Regions from separate parts of the Athene noctua genome. Here region 2 is linked to region 1. The links are chromatin contacts, called in public Hi-C maps. All regions are on one chromosome and are shown on one strand. Each heading gives the region's core, a stretch centred on a gene start, on an enhancer-like site or on the middle of the called end of the contact. The rest is flanking DNA. Distances are from core to core; before and after follow the strand shown. Region 1 holds the start of GDAP1 (ganglioside induced differentiation associated protein 1). Region 2 holds the start of LY96 (lymphocyte antigen 96).

What was found. A called contact is a pair of places that touch in the nucleus more often than the background predicts.
Region 2: a contact with region 1 is called in a Hi-C map of liver, with 10 times the contacts expected there. The contact joins the promoter of LY96 here to the promoter of GDAP1 in region 1. A contact is called at or near these places in 2 of 2 Hi-C or Micro-C datasets (heart and liver).

What each region holds. Positions count from the first base shown.
Region 1 is chr2:35,294,687-35,298,030 of bAthNoc1.hap1.1, forward strand. It overlaps GDAP1 (ganglioside induced differentiation associated protein 1), which reads right to left and starts at 2,013. Exons shown (of 4, transcript XM_074898818.1): 1 at 1,780-2,013; 2 at 1,380-1,572; 3 at 21-194. The coding sequence starts at 1,830.
Region 2 is chr2:35,488,590-35,491,679 of bAthNoc1.hap1.1, forward strand. LY96 (lymphocyte antigen 96) reads right to left here and starts at 1,805. Exons shown (of 7, transcript XM_074898829.1): 1 at 1,298-1,805. The coding sequence starts at 1,370.

The DNA of each region.
Region 1 (3,344 bases), core at 763-3,262:
AGAGCTATACCAGTACATACTACGAATTCTGCTGGTAGCATAGGCTGGAATCATGGAGTCCACTGTTAACTCAGGGTGCAGGATGCAGCCGTGCGTGTAGGCATCCATAGGCAAGGAGTCTAAAAGCTCTCTATAGTGTTGTACCCTTGGATAATACATGCTCCCTTCTTCTGGCATTAATCTTGGTACTTCCTCTGCAATAAAAGTTAAAGTTAAGAAAAGTAGAACCACATAATTGACAAAAAGCAGTATTTCCAAAGTTACTTTGGTTATGTCCAACCAGCACAGATAACACAGCCACAGTTAAGAAAGCTCCATTGGTTCTCCACCATAGCTCAACAGTGTTATCACAGCTCAGAGAAACATATATACACATACTTCATTTTAAAACATTTGAATAATTCCAATTATTATGCAGCAACCCAGATAAACATGTATTTAAGAGGCCTTCGAATCCAAAAACTGGATTCAGCATCTATTTTGTACTTGGGCAACAATGGCAGATAACTCTTCAGCCCCCTCACAGCAGGGCACAACTGATGTTCCAGTAAATTGCTACGGCTGAAACATTACTACAGCTGCAATGCATTGGAATCCTACTCAAAGCATGATCAGAAGTATTCTGGCACACCACTGAGTTCTATTCTGCCCTCAATCCACCTGGGCCCTAACTCCTCATTTGGTGAAAACGCCAGCATTAAATACATACTATGTTCACTCAACAATTAAGTTTTCTTCATTCCTTAGAAGTCACTGCGCTAAACCCCTAAAACACAAAATGCTGCCTCTTCACACCTAAAAAAGTACAACTCTGCAGTTCCATCAAAAATTGAGGCCGTCTGTTTTTCAGCAATACAAATTCAAAAGCCTGCACATGATCACTTCTGAGTTTCTTCCTCCTACTTTTTAAATTCTTCACTCCATTTTGGCTCCAAAACCAATTTACTCATTTTACTTCACTTTTCCACCCAAGATTATTCTGGAATTAAGCATCTCTTTTTCCTGCAGGGTAGCAGCACCTGCCCTACCCACGCAGCAGCAGTGGAACTCTCCATCCGATGTCTCGGCAGCCTCACCTCAGGGTTAGCTCAGGGCGGTGCTCCCATTACTGACTTCTCTGCCTTTCCTGAGGGGGTAAGGAGGCAGAGGTAGGTTTTTACTTACAGCTGCCTGTAAAGATGCTGGAAGGCCTTAAATCCATTTTAAAGGAAAGTGATTTTACTCCATACCACCAACTATTAGGGGAGCCCATTTACTTGTGAGACTTTAAACATTTTCGGGTCCTGAACAAACCAATGTGTGGTGTGACAGGGAGCTGACCCCACCACTGCTGTGGGTGCGGGGGCAAGGATTTCACACCAAAACGCCTGTGGGATTACCGTCTACAAACGTTGCTTCAAGGTAGTCGATAATCTGCGTTGCCTCACAAATGATGTTTTCCCCGTGGATCAGGACTGGCACTTCTCCAGAGGAATTTAAGCGCATGAACCACGGTTCGTTGTGCTCGCTCAGCGGCAGGTTTACATCGTGCTCTTCGCACTTCAGGGCTTTTTCGGCTATCGCCAGGCGCACCTGCAACGGCACCGCCGGGTCACCCCAGAGGACGCACTCTCCGGGCACCGCTCGCCACTCTGCCGCCCCGCCCGGCCCCGCCGCGGGTGCAGGCCGCCGCCGCCCTGGCCCCCGCCCGCGGCGGGCAGGCAGGGGCTGCCGGCCCGCCGGGAGGAGGCACTCCGGGGCCTGCCGGCCGCCGCGCCGCGCCCCCGCCGCCCCCCTCACCTTCTGCGAGGAGAAGGACTGCGTCCAGTGGTACAGCACCAGCGGCGCCATGCCCGGCGGCACGGACCGGCGCGGCGGGGAGCGGCGCCGAGCGGAACAGGCGGCCTGCGCGGGCGCGCAGCGGCGGCTGCGCCCGCCCCGCCGCGGCCTGCTCCTGGCAGTGAAAAGAAGGGGGTGTCCGGGGGAGCGGCGGACGCCCCCTTCTTCCTGCTCCCGCAGTGCCCAGAGGACGGCCCTTCCTACCGGGAAACCGCCTGCAAGGCCATCTACAGCATCCCCTAGGGAGGCGCAGAAGATGGATGCGCAGGTAAAAAGGTCACATGGCAGGATTCCCTCTGGTTTTTCTGTGTTTTTTTCCTTTTGAACAAGCACTTCCACTATGAATTTCAGGGACATTGGCATCACGCTCTTGGAAAAAAAAAAAAAGATAAATAAATATTACCAGAAGACAACCTGAATTGGACCCTATGGGTATAAATATTGTTGCAAAATGCACTTCAGTTATAGAAAGAAAAAATAAAGCTTTAGAATAATACACACTTCTTTTGCCCCCACATGTGTTCTTTTAATCTCAAGAGGCAACATTTCTCAATTAGTTTTCTCTAGACAAAATAAGAAAATTGAACAGTGTTGCAGGGTTTTTTCTTCCCTGTGGGAAGTAAGGTCCTGAAAAGCATTTGATAATAAACACTAGCTTCCATCATCAGAGAATGCTTCCTCTGCATCTCACCCTGGAGATAGTTTAGAAGATGCAATTGCTGATAGTACATCATTAGACACTATCTGCTGCATCGGGGAGATAAGCAAACTAAAAAACCATGGTGAGATTACAGAGTCCAGAATACTGTTCTCTTCACCCTGCCTGATCAATGTGCAATAAAGGCAACTACTTGAGGTGAACCTGATAACCCACTCCCACATGCAATTTCTGTGTAGCAGATGAATCCCAGCATTAGTATCCTGATGACCTGAACCTAGTATGTTGAGAGCTACATCCCAATCACAAGTACATTTGCTTTTAAGGGAAATTTTGACTAATGTTAAGCAAGGGAATGGATTTAAGTCACTGAAAAAGATAAGACAATGGACAAATGTTACAAATCAAACAGGAACAAACAAGGAGCCAGCTTTCAGCCCCGCACTGTTCGTGTGTGGACACAAGGGCAGACCTGTGCCTTCCCCAGAGACTACTCCCAGCTAAAGTCACAAACAGAAGTAATTCTCTTCAGAAGGGCAGGCACGATGAGAGGCTTCTCACAAATCCCAGCTGATAGCAGTCAGCATGTTACTGACGGTAAATCCTATGTTTTGGGGAATTTAATTGTAATTCTTCAAGAAGCTGGAGAATGTGCTTAGAACAGAGAATAAGAATGCAGTCAGGGGAATGAGATAAATACATTACAACTGGACTAATTTCTCTCCAAGATATGTATCTAAGGTAAGAGTGCTGGACTACCCTCTCGTGCACTAGGGCTTTAACCTACGCATGGCTGATACATGGGAATTCTCAGAGGCCTCTACCTGGGTTGCTGTGCAGTTCCTCACAGCTAGATATTACAACCTCT
Region 2 (3,090 bases), core at 555-3,054, 190 kb after region 1:
TCAACTCTCATAATCAGTTAACAGTACATAAAACAAATCCAAGTCTAGAGAATTTAGGACTTCATACTATGACTTCTCGTTTTCTCTATGAGATGACAAAAGTAGAAATTTAACTCCAAGCCTCCTCACCAATTTGTGATTAAAATCCTTAAAACTGATTTATAAACTGATTTATGGTATTTTTATCTTCTTTCTCAATACATCTAAAAACTGCTTAACTTACTTCTGATTGCTTTTCAAAATAATCACTTTGTATTTGGATTATTGGCTGCAGATGAATACTTTGACCAGATAAGTACTTATAAGTCACTGAAATCTCCTCAGGAAAGATTTAGAATATACATTATCATAATATCCCATCACAGAAAAATAAATAACAGTATAGCAGTACAGCAGAGGAAAGTACGCCATTTCAAAATTTTAGTCAGACAGAATTAAAAATTATGTCCTAGTTCTTGGCATGTACCAAAACCTCATGTTAATGGAAAACTCTTTTAAGATGTTAAACATATTTAGTCAATAAAGAAAGAGGCAATAACAATTTAATTTTCTTTGCAGGACCATTTATGAAAGTTTTTGAAGTTGATCTTTTCGCATCTGGAAGCAGACATGTTTATTACTTCTGATCCTGGGTTTAGGGTTGCTGCTGAAGACACTCTAATACAATAGGGCTGTGTAAGGCATAAGACAAGTACTCACAAAAGAAAAACACACTTAGCAATCAACGTGAAGAATAGAAAACTGTAGCAATTTATGGATAAATCTATCTTCTCAAATCCTCTTTGACAATGTTTATAATGGAAATAGAAAGTCATGCCCAGGGATACTAGAAAGAGGTAAAGGATTCAGCTCCTCTACACGCAGCTGATGAAGTGCTTTAGAGTGCCAGGGGAGTCCAACCCAAGAGCACTGCACCAGCACATACCCACTGGTGAGTTAGTAACATTTGAGTAAGAAATCAAGGAGTTCTAGAAAGAAAGAAAGTGACATGCATTATTCTGAATATCTTTTTTAAATGCTGTATTCACCTTGGTTTAGTGGTTTGATATGAATATATCACAATAAACCACTGAAGACTATTAAAGTGAAGCAAATACACACCAGGTGGTATCTCGTGGAAACAATTATACTGGAAATAACTCTTTACCCGTTGCCAGTAGGCTTATGGTTTATTCTTTCCAAGCCAAGCTTAGGATTAAAGCTTACAGTTACACTCTAAAGTATACATTAAACCATTAAGGTTGTCAAAAAGAAGATAAAGCAGAGGGTGAAGGGAGAAGAAAGGATTGTGTCCTACCTGAGGCTGACAGAAAGCACACCACAGTAACACAGTCGACCCTGGTATTCCAGAAATGTAGACAGCTGGGCATGTTTTCTAGCTGTTTGCTCTTGTTCTCTGTTCTTCTCTGCTTAAAATAGCTGCTCACTGAGGTCTGTTTAGCTGTGGGATAATCTTATTATAGTGGATCCAACTCCTAACTAGCACACTTGTCCCATTTCTCAGGGAGGCTGCAGCAGGCCATGTTGCACACGGGTGCATGAAGAAATTCATGGTATGACCACAGAACTCCAGAGCAACCAAATTACAGCAGCTTACCCAGTTTCCACCTATTAAGTTATACTGAACAATTCTAATAATTCACGTGTGCTCTTAATTTTTACAGCACAAAGAGAATTTCATGAAGTTTCCATCACCTAAATTAGTCCTTCACAGTAACATGCAAAAATCTACACATAATTTCTTCATCTTTTCCAATGTGATCTTTGGTTTGTAATAAAGCAAGCTCCAGTGAAATTAGTTACCTTTTAATTCTAGAGAGTGTGGCTAAGAGTGTGAAATCAGAGATTTGAAGATTTCCCTTTGAAGTATCAAAAGAAGATAATTTTCTCATCAGAATTTTTTACATTTGCAAGAAAAAAACAGGGTTGTGGGATAATTTAAAAATAACAATAAAGAATTACAATTATGCTTTATAATTAGGAACAGATAGAGACTAATGAATAATATTGTGTAGTAAAGTAAAAAAGCTTGAGACAACACCGGCAAGAAAATAACAGTAGTCAAAGAGCAAAAAGAAAAATTCATAGGTATCCTGTCTGTTTTCTTTGGAAAAAAAGCAGTTATCTATGACCTTTTGTGTAAGCTTTTAAGGCTGGAAGGGGATAGGAAGAATGTGTCTAGGCTTGAGACATTTCATATGTTTCTGCTCTTCACATCAGATTGAGTGAAACTGGTACCAGAGTAAGATGTGAGATCCAGCTGCTGAGGACAAGTGATTGGTTGGTACTGGAGAAGCTGCAGGAGCTGGCAGCCAAATAGTAGGTGTAGCCTTGTAAATGAGAGAGCTTGGAAATCACCTGTTTTAGAAGACTGGACTTCTACATCAGTATTTCCCTCAGAATCTCCATGCGTATGAGCACATTCTCTAGGTCTTATAAATTAATTGTTTCTTCAGTGTTGAACGCAAGTCACCTACACACAAAAAGTCATCAGGAACTTCCAGGGATGAAAACATTAGCAAGTAGTAATACTTTGGCAATTAGAGCAGTTTTTCACCAAGTGTATAAAACCGAAGAAAAATAAACTTGAATAGTTCACAAAATTAATAGGATTGAGAAGGATGTGGAACTAACATAATCAGGCTTTGGGCATTACTTAATAGCAACCTGTTTATTGAAACACTCACACACACTACAGTCAATTATCTTGCAGGATTTGTTAGTAGACAAGAAGGCCTGTTTTGGTTTATGCGTATTTCCTAGCTTAGAAGGACACCAAGCATTTCAGAGTCTCCCACCTGGAAATGCCTGCAGTGCACTATGGAGTATCTGTATCAAGACAGACTGTTCAGAACCCAAAGTAAAAGAGAAAAGCATCTAGAAGTCCTTTTAGATCACATTTCCATTCCTTTAGTTTGTTTCTAATGTGAAGAACAAACTACAGTTGTTTGAATACTAGTCTCTGCTGCTCTTAACCAGTGACAGGGATCTAAACCAGTCACATATGTGCAAGTATACTTGAATACTGTGTTCAGTTTTGGGCCCCTCACTGCAAGGGGTGCTGGAGCGTGTCCAAAGAGCAACGAAGCT